5 separate regions of the Mus musculus genome follow, and all the other regions are linked to region 1. Evidence: chromatin contacts called from public Hi-C, Micro-C and promoter capture Hi-C data. All regions are on one chromosome and are shown on one strand. The core of a region is the stretch at or near the end of the contact, and the rest is flanking DNA. Distances in the headings are between cores, read along the strand shown.

Region 1 (2,581 bases), core at 39-2,538:
CATTGCCCCTCTGCGGGGCTGCAATATGGAAAGGCACCCTGCATTGGCAGTCCTTGGGAGCTGCGCGGACCTAGTGCCCTATCTCGGCTTCTCTTGGTATAAATGACAGCCAGCTTATACCACCAGGGGTGAGAGAATGGGCATCCCATGAGTAGTGCCTTGCTTCTGAACACTCCCGGCTCATCTCAACAACCTCAGGCAGTACAAAGTCGCCACCCTTACGGATGAGCAAGTCAAGAAATGACATGTCCAAGGTCATGCAGCTAGTGGGCAGACAGCTGCCTTTCCAGCTGCATCCAGAGCCCAAAGCAAAGCAATCCATGTCTTTGCCTAGAGAGGTTTCAAGTGCAGAGTTCAGCCTACAACCAACCTGCAGCTTCTGGGTCCTGCTTGCACCCTGACCCAAACCTGACTTCTGGACACAGGCACCAGCGCACCACACAGAGGGAAAGCCAGTCCCTGAGTTGCCCGGGTCATGCTCACATCGCCCAACCAGCGCCTGACTGCCTTGGCGCACGAACGGGAGCCCAGAGCTCCGGGCGACCCGTCGAGGGCAGAGTGGCCCGAGACGGAGCTAAGGCTCGAAGGCCACAGGGAAATAGGTACACGATGATGATGGCGCGGGTGGGCAGAGCGCAGCGACCCCTTAGGCGCCCACTCGAACGCGGCTGGGCAGGTGTAGGCGCCCGACCTGGGCTTCCGAGGCCACACACTTCCGAGTGCGAATGCTCGGCGACATCGCCTGGGGACCCACGGCCTCGGGCCCTCCCGCGTGACCGTCCACGCAGCCTACCACGTCCTTCCCGCCGAGTGTCCCACGGCTCTCCCAGAGAGTCCCCGCAAGAAGCCCCCGCCGTCCCCAGCGATACGGGTCGCCTTCCCACGCGGCGCCGCTGGCCGCGGGCTTGGCAAGGCGCCCCCTCGCGCGTGGCCGCCGGCGGCCGGGAAAGTTTGGGGCGCGCGGGGCCGGCCGTACTCACCTGGCCCAAGTTGAGGTAGCCGTGCGCCGCAGCCACGCGGTCCGCCGCGCCGGGGCCGCCCAGCACTTGCACTGCCCAGTGGTTGGTGTAGACGGGGCGCGGCGGCGGCAGCGCGGAGCAGGCGGCGGGCAGCGCGAGCAGAAGCAGCCAACGCCAGGGGCGCAGCGCGAGCGGCGGGAGTCCGTGCCGGCCGGCGGCCCCTGCGCCCCGCGCGACATCGGCGGCCCGGGGCGGCGGCCGGGGCCCGGGCGCTGGCGGCGCGCGCGGAGGCATGGCAGCGGCAGGCTCGCGCGGCGCCCGAGCGGCGAGTGCGCCGGGGGGTGGGGAGCCGCCTTTTAAAGCCGCTCCGCGCCGGGGAAGCGCCGCCGCCGCGGGCGGGAGCCGGGGAGGAGGAGGCCGCCGCGGCGCGTTCCCGCCCGCGCGGCCCGGTGGCGCCCCTGGGCCCGCGCTCGTGCGGCAGTCTCCCGGCCCGCCAGCAGCCGGGGGCCGGCGCAGGGGAGGCTCGAGACTTCGGGTCTCTCGGAACACGGCGCTGCCCGGAGTGGCAGCCTGGGCTCCGCGCGTTCTGCTAGAAGCCGGGAGGGCTCTGGGCATCCCACGTGAGTTCCCCATATCCCGGAGGAGTTGACTTAGAGCGGCACCTTCCTACCGGTTGCGCCCCTGGAGGCTGAACTCACCTGCTGGGGTCCCCAAGGCTAGGCAGCCTTGCTCAACTTAGCTGTGGCAGTGAACATGCAAATGTGCAGGATCTTCAGGGGAAAACGATGCCAGGAAAACACTGGGGTGTCCCAGGATCTGGCCCAACCTCAAGACCACATTGCATGGGCAAAGGGCATGTGGCAAACTTAGCTGGAGTCTATGAGAGTATTGAGGACACAGCGTCCATACAGGGCTGAGGCTTTGCTAGGAAGGTTGTACAGGTGAACTCCTTAGCTGACCACTTAGCATCTGTATGATGTTGGGCCCCTTTCTGTTCTTGCTGGGCTTGTAAGATGCGGATAACAATAGCATCTATCCATCCATCGGGCTGTTTTGAGGATGTCAGCTCTTCCTTTGCAATCAGCTGACAGTAATGTTTGTTTTGATGAGCCCAGGGCCTGCCACGTGCTTGGTATTCAGTAGATGGTGTACACTCTTAAAAGTACCCACTGAGCTAGGACCAGTCAGTGTGAATGTAAGTTGACTCATCCTCACCCCTCCCTCCAGGAACAGCCTGGAGAAACCGGGGACTCGTTCATACTGTGAAGATGCAATGAGAGGCTGGGATGGCTGCAAGCCTCGGACGGCCCATTGGTCCCAACTGGCCTCATACAGAAAGCAAACCTTCAGCCTGATTAATACAAGAGGGGGACCAGGAAACCGAAGACAGCAAAACAAGGCAGAGAAGGCCTTGAGTCACAAAAGAAGCTACCTCACCAACGCTCAGGTTCCAAGAGCACCTGGCTCCCAGACTGGTACTGTATGGAATTCACTTGCCTGAGTCTATAGCCAGGCAGATCAGACAGACAGACATGCTAGGGGATACAGGAGAGAGAGAGAGAGACAGAGAGACAGAGAGACAGAGAGAGAGAGACAGAGAGAGAGACAGAGGGCCAACTGAA
Region 2 (2,581 bases), core at 32-2,531, 250 kb before region 1:
CCAGGCTGCAGTCTTACAATGACTAAATCGATCACACAAACTGTTTTTCCTCAAGGTTCTTTTTCTCTACTTAACAAACCAGAGTGTTGCTCAAAGGCAGAGTGGAAACGCTCACCAAAAGTGAGAATCTTAAAGTACAGTACGGAGGAGCCCTAGCCAGGTTAATTTAAGCGGGCTCTCCCTTCGAAATGACAAAGTGCCTATTTTAGAGACTCAAATTATAACTCTGCCTCCACTATCGCAGGTACAACATTGAATTTCGCCACCACCTTATGGGGGAGACTCGTTCCTTTTAACAAAGAAGTCTTGAACACAGAAAGCTTACGTGTCTCCCTGGAGATGAGGTTGAGAGGCACACACACTGAGGCCAGCGTACTCAATCCCAAAGCCTTGCCCTTGAGAGATGCTCACCATCCTAAGCCCTGCTGCCTTTGCGCTGAGCCGCTGGCAGCTACCAGAGAAGCCTCCGGGGAACCCGTAACGCCGCCCGCCCGCCAGCCAGGATGCCGGATGCAGGCGATGGCATCCACGAAAGGGGGGCTCACCTGTAGGCGGCCACGGCGCGGGTCTGCAGGTATTTCTGGGCTGTCATGACTCCCACGAAGAGAAAGTTCCTGTCGCGCGGGACGCCCTCCGCGGCCGAGCCCTGCGGCCAGAGCTGCGCCCCGCGCGCATCGCCGCGCGCCCCGCCGGGCTGCGACGCCTCCTGCCCTGGCCGGCATCCCTCGGGACTGGGGCGCCGCCGCGGGCCCACTCGCTTCAGCTCCGAGGCGCGGGGCAGGACGAGCCGCGAGGCCAGCACGAAGCCCAGCACGAGCCCGAGCAGCATGCTGAGCCAGGCGCGCCGGCCGCGCGCGGCCATGCCCGCGCCCCTCCGCCCGCCGGGCCGCTGTCCCGCTGTCCCCGCCGCAGGCTCCGCGCGCCCTCAGCCCACCGCCCCCGCCCGCGGAGGCCAGCCCGCCCTAGCGCCGCCAGGCCCGGCCCGGGCAGCGCCGCGGCCGCCGCGGGCCCGCCGCGCCCATCGCGGCTCCCGAGCCGCCCGCAGGCCCCGCGCCGGCGCTTTGTTCCGCGCGCCCGCCCGCACCGCCGCGGCCTGCGCCTTTAAGAGGGGACCATGCCCCGCGCGCGCGGCCGGCGACTCCGGCGCGAGGCGACAGCGGCTCCCGCGGCTCGCGTCCCCCGGCTGGCTCGGCTCGGCTCGCGCTGCGCCCGCCCTCTCGGTGCCCTGCGCCGCCTCTGCAGCTGCACATCCTCCGGCTTAGCGCGCCATTGCAAAGGAGCCCCTCACGTCACGCACCGCGCGTTAAGAAGCGGCCCGCCGGCGGCGTGCCGTGGCCCCTCTCGGGATCCGTCCGCGCCTCGTGATTGGCGCAAAAGTGAATGGGGGGCAGTTCACGTGGCCAAAGTTTAACCAAAAAAAAAAAAAAAAAAGCACCCGCCCCGCAGTCTGCGGCCAGGCAGGAGGGGCGTGGGATAGCATCGACGACAGCGGGGCGGGCGTCCCTCCAACCCCCACTGCCCGGTACCCGCGGCCACGCCCCCGTCGCCAGCATTGGGAGCCGGCGGTCCGGCACCGCACGTGGACTGAGTTGACCGGCTCCCCAGATGCCCCGAGAGCCGCCACGCCCTTCCCTCCCCGGGCCGACCTCCCGACTCGGTGGCCAGGACAGCGGGGTCCACACTGCAGCTTTGTACGCTGCAGGCGGGGCTGGAGCCACACACGGCCACAGTTCACCTAGGAACGCTAGGGGATTTGCGGGCTGGGGAGCGAAACGTGAATTCGCTAAGTAGCTAGGGCTGCCCTCGAACTCAGAGAATCTGAGATCTGTCTCTGCCTCTCGAGCGCTGGGCTTAAAGGCGAGCGGCACCAAGCCCGGCATATTAGTTTTTTAAATGGATATTGAAGAGATGGGTGGGTGAGTTACCACTAGATGATAAATACCTGTATTTAGTCCCAGTGAGCAGAGAGCTGGTTAGTACCCCCCTCACCTAAGTCTGTCAGTATTTTTAAGAGTAGATTTATAAAACGGATATGGATTGTGTACGTGGTGTGGGGGATGGGTTCTCGGGAGCCATACACCTAGTTTTTTGAAACAGGATCTCTTACTATTCTGGAGGTCTCCAAGTAAGTTAGGCTCGCTGAATGGATTTTTAAGTTGGATACCAGTTTCCCTATATTTGCTCTGTCTTAACTTTTATACGTTTTGTTAAAAACGAAAGCCCTTCAACTTGGGTGCCCACATGACAAATGTTTGTAAATACCAATTTTATTTCTTAGTCACCAATGTGTTAGGATTATAATCGCAAAGTAGCCACTTGGACCTGCTCTAATAGAGCCCAGGTGCTAGCTGAAGCTGCAGATCGTTTTGAACTCCAGATCCTCTTGCTTATGGAACTGGAGTCACCTGAATTCCAGGCCTGTGTGCTACCAGCCCTGGTGCCAGGGATCAGCCACTGGACCTCTGATACACTGGGCCAGTACTCTATCCTCTGAACTACGGTCCCAGAGCCTAAGAAGTTCTCATTTAATCAATCAAAGAAACAAACAAAAAGATAGAAAATGGGGCTGGAGAGATGGCTC
Region 3 (2,581 bases), core at 50-2,549, 220 kb after region 1:
CCAGAGAGCTCACGGCAGGGCCCATGGTTGGAGAGTCCCGGCTGGGCTGTGGGAACCAGGATCTACTTATAACCCTCAGGGATCTGGTTTCAGAGTTCAGCCCTATCTGTCCGAGCACATTAAAACTGGGGGTGTAGCTCAGTAATAGAGCACTGCCCAGTATTCACAAGGCCATGGGTCCCATAGCCTGCAACACACACAGTCTCTGTGTCTCTCTGTCACTCTTCCCTAAACTTTAAACAAATAATGTCACTGGAAATTGTGGCTGCCACCAGACTCTTATTCATTGCACTATTTCATTAGATGTTGCCAGAGCAAAAACAAAACAAACAAACAAAACAAAAACCAAAAACCCCTCAGTTTTAGAAAGCCTTTAGAACTTAGAAAAAAAATTCTTCTAATTTGTTACTTAATAATCTTCTAAAACATGAAAATACTGTAATCAAATACTTCTGTTAAATATACAGATCACATATAGGCCTCAAAGCAAACCACCAAAATAAGACAGTAAAAATAACCTGTCTTCAGATAGCACAGAACCAGCCAGCAGAGAGAATAGAAACTGTTAGGTCCTCTTCTCCAAGGATACTGTGACTCTTAAACACTGAAGCGGCCTTTTAAAAAGTTTTTATTTGAGACAGCGTCTTCTCATATTGCCCTGGCCGACCTGATTCTCAATATTTACTCCAGGCGGGCCTTAAATTCTCAGCCATCCTCCTGCCTCAGCCTCCAGAGTTCTGGATTAGAGGCATGCACCTCAGTTTGATCTGCTACTGGAGGGAAAAAATGTTGTTTGCAGTCTGTCCAATGAAGAGCTGAGAAATTATACCAGCTGGTCAGTTAGGAGGTTGGTGGAAACCTAGCGGTTCCCCAGGCCGTGGGCAGTGGGCAGGGCGCGGGCGGGGACACACCCTGCAGCCCTGTCCGCACCCGGGTGCAGAATTGGAACCCGCTGAGTGCGTACTCCTGGGCCGCCGGTTACCTCGTGCGCCGCCGCTCGCCCGGCCTCGGTGCGGCGCTGCTCCGCCAGGCGCAGCCGCAGGCCACACAGGCGCTGGTGCAGGTCGCGGTTCTCCGCCTGGAGCTGTGCCACCTCGCGTGTCAGGCGCGGGCCCTCGGCTTGGCCCCGCTCGGGCCCGCGCAGCTGCTCGTCCCTCAGGCGCTGCACCTCCGCGCACAGCCAGCGGATGTCCTCCTCCTGCCGCTGCAGGCGCGAGGCCACCGCCTGAGCCGCCAGGGCCTGGGCCGCCATGGTAGCTTCCCTGTGCCACCTGAGCCCGCCAGCCCAGCCAGAGTGACAAGGAGACGGGGCGGGGCGGAGCTGAAGGACTTCGGGAGGCGGGGTGAAGTGGGGGTGCATCACTATATGGGGCGGGGCGATGGAGGAAGAGGGGCGGGGCTGGAGCTGGGTATCCCTGCATGGGGCGGAGCGATGCACGGGCAAGAGGCGGGGCCATATCGGGGCAACTGTGCAGAGGCCAGGCGATGGGCAAAGAAGAGGGGCGGGCTATAGGATAATGAAGGGCGGGGCAGGAGTGATGGGAGGGGCAAGGGTAGGCATCATTTCAGAGGAGAAGCGATGAGACAGCGCGGCATCATCGCTGGGGAAGATGAGACGGCTGAGCAATGCTTCATAAAACAAGGAAAATGGGCAGGGGAGTGTGGCAGGGAGCACGGGCAGGAACACGGCCAATGTTGGGTGCACTGCAGGATTGAGAACTACGCTCTGGACCTAGGCAGCAGGAGTGGGACCACCGGATGGGCATCTTTAGCGTTTGGAGGCATGTCCAGGTGCTACTGGAAGTGTGTTCAGTCTAATGAAACTGGAGTTTGAGATATTGAAGCCCAGAGGAGGTGCGTCTCTTGACCAGATTGTCCAAACCGTTAGCAAAGCCTGATGGATTTCTTTCATTCCCCTCTTAAATTCTTGCAGTCACCACACTGTGCAAACAGGTTCTGAAAAGCGGCCATTGAAAATAGACCTTCATGCCAAGGCTGTGCAAATACAGTGGCACTTGGCAAGGACACACAGAAGAGCACTACAAAAACTTCAGCCTGGCCAGCACAACATTGTTCACTATTTGAGTCTAGAGCAAATGCTGTTTATAACTGTCTTAAGATTATTTTAAGTAGAAACATTTGTGCTATCGGACTTTGGAAACAGTGGTCCGCAAAGAATTAAGCTCTCATCCTGGAGCAGGAAAGGGCTGAAGCCCTGCTGCCCCCTGGGGGAGGAGTTGCCCTAGGAATTGCTGGACAGACTGGAACTAAGCCGATGATGGAGCCACACCTCCACCACTGGCCTCTACTTAAACTTAAACCTCATATTAGCACCCCAATGACGGGCTTGGGGTAGGTGGCTGAACCCCTGTAGCTGTTCATCTTCCCACTGTAACCACAATGAATAAATCTCCTTTCTCTGCTTTTTATTGTTAACTGTCATTTTAATTGGCATGTTTCAGAGGGTTAGCTGAGCTTATGTCGTTGAAACTTCCAGAAGCCAGGCTTTGACTCTAAAGACTCCAGTAATAAGTTCACACATGACTTTGTTTCTCTTATAACCATGAGCAAGAAGCTTCCT
Region 4 (2,581 bases), core at 48-2,547, 220 kb before region 1:
GGCAAAATATGCCTCTAGATTCTTTAAAAAAATGGGCTACGGGGTTGATGAGGGAAAATGATTGTAAAAGATAACTCTGCTCTGTCACGGTTTATCAATGATGGCTAAACTTATGACTACGAGGAAGCTAAAATACATCTGGGGACAAAAATATGATCTATGAATCCATCCCTGTCTACGGAGTGCTGTATAAAGCAGCACCCCACTTCCAGTCAGTCAGGTGGCAAGATTCCCAGGACCCCAATGCCTGATCCCCCCACCCCCACCCCCGCCCCTTGACACTTCTTGTTTCCTCCACAAGACCTGGCCATCTCCAGGGACTGGTCCCCATGCACCGAACAAGATGTGCATTGAGTATGCTATACACCATCACGGAGTCTTTGCATCTCAATAAAAATCTTTCAAACCTCAAAGGCATGTCTTGCCACCACCCACTAAGTAAATGACAGGCGCCTTCATTTCTACCACATGGCACTAACCCAGAACAGTCTCGGCTTGGTCCAGCTGTCTCTGCCTCAAAGCCCTCAGTCGAAGGGAGAGCCTCTGGATGACAATGTAGAGTAGGATGCAGCTGAAGAGGATGTACCAGCCATAGCTGGCCAGCAGGGAGCCCACTGGGGGGAAAAAAAAAAAAAAGAGAAAGAAACCAGTTTCAGAAATGGTAATAGCATTTTTTTCAATAATACTCTACAAAAATAGTCATAGCTTCTTCTTTCAGAACCTTCACAGTCTAGCTGGAAATGGACTCCTAAGAAGCGAATCGCTGGGTACAGAAACTTCTCAACTACAAGGGGACTCGGGAGTAGCCCGGAGGGTGCAGAGCCCAGCAGCTAGGTTCTGAAGGACTAAAGGGGACGTGTCTATCTGATTCAGGAAAGCAAAGGCCATCCAGACTCCGTGAGTTACACTTTGTTAAGGAGTGAGACAACAGTGTGTTAGTGTCGGGTAGAGTGAAACGCCGGGCGGAGGACTCCACTGCAAAAGGAAAATGTTAAAGGGACTCCCGTGAGCCAAGTCCGCGAGCGCCCGCCCAGCTAGGGCGACTTCGAGAAAGGTGAGCTCCGGCCCAACAAGCAGGCTCGGCCAGTCCGCGGCGTTAACGCCAAGCCTCCTGGAGGCCGACCCACCGAGCATGGCGGCGCCCGCCGCCCCTGACCTGTCACGTGCAGGAATCGCAGGCTCTCGGTCTCCAGCGCCGGCCTCGCGGACAGAGGTTCCTCATCGCGATCCATGGCGGCCACCGCCACCGCCACCAACGACAAGCCCGCTGCTCCTCTCTGCTCTGCGCTTCCGGTTCGGCCCTATGTACACGTGGCGCTCACTGCCGTGGCGGTACTGACCTATCGTGGCTCGACCTACCTCGACGCTCGACCAATCACAGGGGGGGTGTGACCAGAGGGCGGGGCTGAAAGATGCCCAGGCGGAAGCGCGTTTGACTTTCAGGGAGGAGCTCGCAGCTCAACTCGGCATAGCTCGGATAACCGATCTTGTATTTGATACTGATTGGACATTGAGGCTCAAGAGATTTGAAACCTCCTGGAGATGAGATTTGAGTCCCGCCCTTGTCACCGGGCCCTAAAGGTTTGCAGCATAGATTCCCCTCCCCTAACGTGCGGAAAGCGATCTACTTAGAATTCCTTTCTTCTGATCCACTGTCTCAAGGGAAGGAATTAATGTAGTAATGACTTCAACTTAGGCTCTTATGTGTTACATTACCACAGTTTTTGTAATGGTTCTCTGCAACATACTAGGAAGGCAATAAAGGAGATAGCTGCGATTTGAAAAGGAACTGATGGAATCAAGTTTCCATAGATTAATGGGATTAAGAAGGTGAGAACTCTGTGGTGTTTAAAGGTGGGATCCTTTGGGAAACTACTATATGAGGTCAATGTGGGTGTCCCCAGAGAAAAAGAGACTAGATTTCTGTGCACCCCACCGTGAGATGACTCAGCCTGAGGAGCCTGATGGAATCTATACGGTGCTGTACCAAGCTTGAGGACTTTGAATCTCCAAAATGGAAATAAAACTCACTGTGTCATAAAAACTAGTCTGTTAAGGATCTTCTAATTCAGCGACTCCATCTGGGGACATGGGAGAGAAAAGCCTGGAGTCACTTCACATTATCAACCACCTTGAAAATAGACTTTGATGACTGGATATGAAGCTAAGAATATGAAGATAGCCATGAATTTGCTGATTTTTTTTTTCAGACACAACATGGCTTTTTTAAAAAATTGCTAAATTTTTAAAGTTTTATGATTTTAATAGTTTTCTCAGTGGTAAAAAAGGATCAGTTTAATTTTTTTTTCTTTTTTGGTACCGATGACTGCCACCCCACCTCTGAGGCCAGTTTGAACCCTCTCTCTTTGCTTAAGGTGATTTCTCACATCATACAGAGCAAGTGAAACATCTGGTTACGAGAGAGGAGGTTGCTCATTTGCCTGTTGATCCAGTCCCTTAACATCTGCAATCATGATGATGAAATAAGTAATGTTTAGTTTCATTAAAAGACAAGGTGGAGGGGAAATGTTGGCACACACCTTCAACCCCAGCACTCAGCAGGCAGACACAGGTGAGTCTC
Region 5 (2,581 bases), core at 56-2,555, 140 kb before region 1:
CTACCTTTGCAGTCAGGAGAAAAAGAACCAATGAAATGAAGCCACGCCCCCTGGAGGAGGACAGCGTTGGTAGGATTGGTGGCTCACCTACTGAGATGAGACAATTCATTTGTTCTACAATCAGGAGAATAATATTACAGGTCTCTGGGAAAGTAGAAGCATGTTGAAGTGGTTGGTTTCAAGATTAACGCAAATAGTGGTTAAAAAAAAAAAAAAACGGATCGTGACAACTACGTGTTTGGAATTGTTTGGAATCGGTCTTAAGTTCTGTTTCCAAGGATGTGGGAGAGAGGCTTGGTAGTCACTCTCTGCAGAAATGAGTTTAGTGGTCCACTTAGACTTGAGCTTTGTACAAGGAGATAAGAATGCTCATAGTCATCTATAGGATGGAACACAGGGCCCCCAATGGAGAAGCTAGAGAAAGTACCCAAGGAGCTGAAGGGGTCTGCAACCCTATAGGTGGAACAACAATATGAACTAACCAGTACCCCCAGAGCTCCTGTCTCTAGCAGCATATGTAGCAGAAGATGGCCTAATCGGCCATCACTGGGAAGAGAGGCCCCTAGGTATTGCAAACTTTATATGCCTCAGTACAGGGGAAACACCAGGGCCAAGAAGTGGAAGTGGATGGGTAGGGGAGCAGGGGTGGGGGTGTGGGGGGAGGGTATAGAGAACTTTCGGGATAGCATTTGAAATGTAAATAAAGAAAATATCTAATAAAAAAAGAATAAAAAAAAATCTTGGAAAATCCAAAAAAAGAAATGAGTTTAGTGGAAAAGTTTAAAGCCAACACAGAGGATTTGCTCATTCGGTCTGTCTTCCTCCTAGCGAAGAGGATAAGATCGATGGAGCCACTGGCCACAGATTGCAAAATTCCAAGTTCCATTTTGGAAATGACGATCAGTCTCAAACAGATGTCAATAAAACAGAGGTCAATAAAACCAGCAATGAAACGGCAGCAGTTAGGGAGAAAAGACAAACTCGAATGAGCCATGAAGGGGAAACCAAGAACCATGGAACTTTTTAAGAAGATGAAGGAGAGATCAGCCTCGGGAGACTCATTCTTTCCCCCTTTAACTGATTACTGAACATCCTGCTGAGCAAGCAGGCTGAAAACAGGGTTGATTAAAACCACACGAGCTTTTGATTTAAATAAGGCTCACACACGCTCACACACCCACCATCCAATCACTCAATGACTACTTATTAACTGAAGGGGAGAAACCAGAGCAGATTCAGCCCGGGGCTTCCCAAGGCCATGGCACAATCACACCGGACCAGGTCTACACACAGTGACTTTGAGATCGATCCCTGTGGACTGTTTCATAGATGATCATGGAAGCTTTGACCTCATCTGCCATCTGAGCATGGTTTATCCCAGGATCTCTAGATGACACAGATGTAAAGTGAGGCTTGTGGGCTGCCGCTGTCTTGGATGGTACAACCTCAAAGCAGTCAATGGTGGGGAGAATGGGAGCTGGGAGCGAGCTTGAAGTGTTGTGGTCAAAGCTGAACAACAGAATAAAGTACACAAGGGGAAGGCTTGCAAAGTGGTCTCAGAGGACTAGCAAGCCTTCAACTGTCAGCTGGTATGGGCTGCTGCGTCCTTACCTAGCATTGCATAACCCTTCTGGGTGGCGTCATCTGCCTCACCAGAGAGCGGCACGCTAGGGAGGCCAAATGCCAAGTCTTCCCTGGGAGGGGAGAGAAAAGCCAGTCACAGGTAGCTCATCAAACTGATGGCCACCATGTCAGAGCCCAGGCTGCACCTCAGGGGAGGCTCAGAGAAAGGAAACAAGCTGTAGGTGACCTGGCAGTTCTGGGAAAGTGAATCAGGAGGTCAGTGTGACCTTAGTGGAGTAAATGCCAATGTGGCATTAATGGAGTAAATGCCATTAGTACGAGGTACGAGTCATGTCTGCAAGAGCCTCGCGCTCCCTTTAGCCTTCCATTCTGGTCAGTAGAACGCCTCTTTGCTTGAGACTAAGTGCTGAGACACGTAGAAAAGTGGGGTACCCTTACTATCAAGCATGTCTCATGGGCTGGGGAGACGACTCACTAAATGGAATGCTTGCTGCACAAGCAGGAGGACCCAAGTTCAAACCCTGAGCCCACAATAAAAAAACAAAAAACAAAACAAACAAACCATCAAACAAACAAAAATAAATAAAAATGGGTGTAGCAGTGTGCATCTACAATCCCAGCACTGGGGAGTCATGGGCAGGCCGATCCCGGGGACGAGGGCACGCTGGCCAGCCAGTCTAGCCAAATCAGTAAATCCCAGGTTTAGTGAGACCTTACCTCAAGAAATAAGGTGGGAGTTGACAGATGACACCTGGCAAGGACTGCTGCCCTTCACACGCGAACCATTACGTGCCCCCACGCAAGTGCACACACATGTGCACAGAGAATTACTTCACAGGGTCCTGGGTTCAAACTCCACTATTGTGGTAAAACTAAGTAAAACTTTGGAAAGTTTTTCTCCACCCGCCTGTATGCGCATGTGAGGACGATGTGCACTTGGGAGTCAGAGAACAGCTTCGTGAGTTGCTTCTCTCTATATATACTTCTGTGTTGGTTC

Evidence for each region. Hi-C and Micro-C count contacts between places; a contact is called where the count stands out from the background. Capture Hi-C pulls out chosen DNA fragments and counts their contacts.
Region 2: a contact with region 1 is called in a Micro-C map of embryonic stem cells, with 2.0 times the contacts expected there. The contact joins the promoter of Chsy1 here to the promoter of Pcsk6 in region 1. A contact is called at or near these places in 3 of 484 Hi-C or Micro-C datasets (the N1E-115 cell line and embryonic stem cells), 1 of 115 datasets of contacts at active chromatin or transcription factors (embryonic stem cells) and 1 of 9 other capture datasets (pancreatic islet).
Region 3: a Micro-C map of embryonic stem cells shows a contact between it and region 1, with 4 times the contacts expected there. The contact joins the promoter of Tarsl2 here to the promoter of Pcsk6 in region 1. A contact is called at or near these places in 1 of 484 Hi-C or Micro-C datasets (embryonic stem cells) and 1 of 115 datasets of contacts at active chromatin or transcription factors (embryonic stem cells).
Region 4: a contact with region 1 is called in a promoter capture Hi-C map of pancreatic islet. The contact joins the promoter of Selenos here to the promoter of Pcsk6 in region 1. A contact is called at or near these places in 8 of 39 promoter capture datasets (the 3T3-L1 cell line, 3T3-L1-derived adipocytes, cranial neural crest and 5 more), 7 of 484 Hi-C or Micro-C datasets (embryonic stem cells, epidermal suprabasal cells, liver and 2 more), 10 of 115 datasets of contacts at active chromatin or transcription factors (bone marrow-derived macrophages, embryonic limb bud, embryonic stem cells and 3 more) and 1 of 9 other capture datasets (pancreatic islet).
Region 5: a contact with region 1 is called in a Hi-C map of liver, with 2.8 times the contacts expected there. The contact joins the enhancer-like site here to the promoter of Pcsk6 in region 1. A contact is called at or near these places in 2 of 39 promoter capture datasets (embryonic stem cells and liver), 4 of 484 Hi-C or Micro-C datasets (the N1E-115 cell line, liver, nephron progenitors and 1 more), 6 of 115 datasets of contacts at active chromatin or transcription factors (embryonic stem cells, fibro-adipogenic progenitors, liver and 1 more) and 2 of 9 other capture datasets (adipose tissue and pancreatic islet).

Annotation. Positions count from the first base shown.
Region 1 is chr7:65,860,843-65,863,423 of GRCm38.p6, reverse strand. It overlaps Pcsk6 (proprotein convertase subtilisin/kexin type 6), which reads right to left and starts at 1,288. Exons shown (of 22, transcript NM_011048.1): 1 at 981-1,288. The coding sequence starts at 1,253. Gm20684 (predicted gene 20684) reads left to right here and starts at 1,382. Exons shown (of 3, transcript NR_169041.1): 1 at 1,382-1,579; 2 at 2,187-2,434.
Region 2 is chr7:66,108,192-66,110,772 of GRCm38.p6, reverse strand. Chsy1 (chondroitin sulfate synthase 1) reads right to left here and starts at 1,281. Exons shown (of 3, transcript NM_001081163.2): 1 at 546-1,281. The coding sequence starts at 862.
Region 3 is chr7:65,643,616-65,646,196 of GRCm38.p6, reverse strand. Tarsl2 (threonyl-tRNA synthetase-like 2) reads right to left here and starts at 1,299. Exons shown (of 19, transcript NM_172310.2): 1 at 983-1,299. The coding sequence starts at 1,252.
Region 4 is chr7:66,078,365-66,080,945 of GRCm38.p6, reverse strand. Selenos (selenoprotein S) reads right to left here and starts at 1,297. Exons shown (of 6, transcript NM_024439.3): 1 at 1,157-1,297; 2 at 480-614. The coding sequence starts at 1,232.
Region 5 is chr7:66,002,740-66,005,320 of GRCm38.p6, reverse strand. The region is part of intron 13 of Pcsk6 (proprotein convertase subtilisin/kexin type 6); the gene reads right to left. Among named protein-coding and RNA genes, the nearest start is that of Snrpa1, 56 kb to the left of the region's middle. Within about 2 kb of position 1,305, at least 6 of the 459 cell types and tissues checked have an H3K27ac peak or open chromatin away from gene starts, as enhancers often do. A contact at or near this core is called in liver, where this site is marked.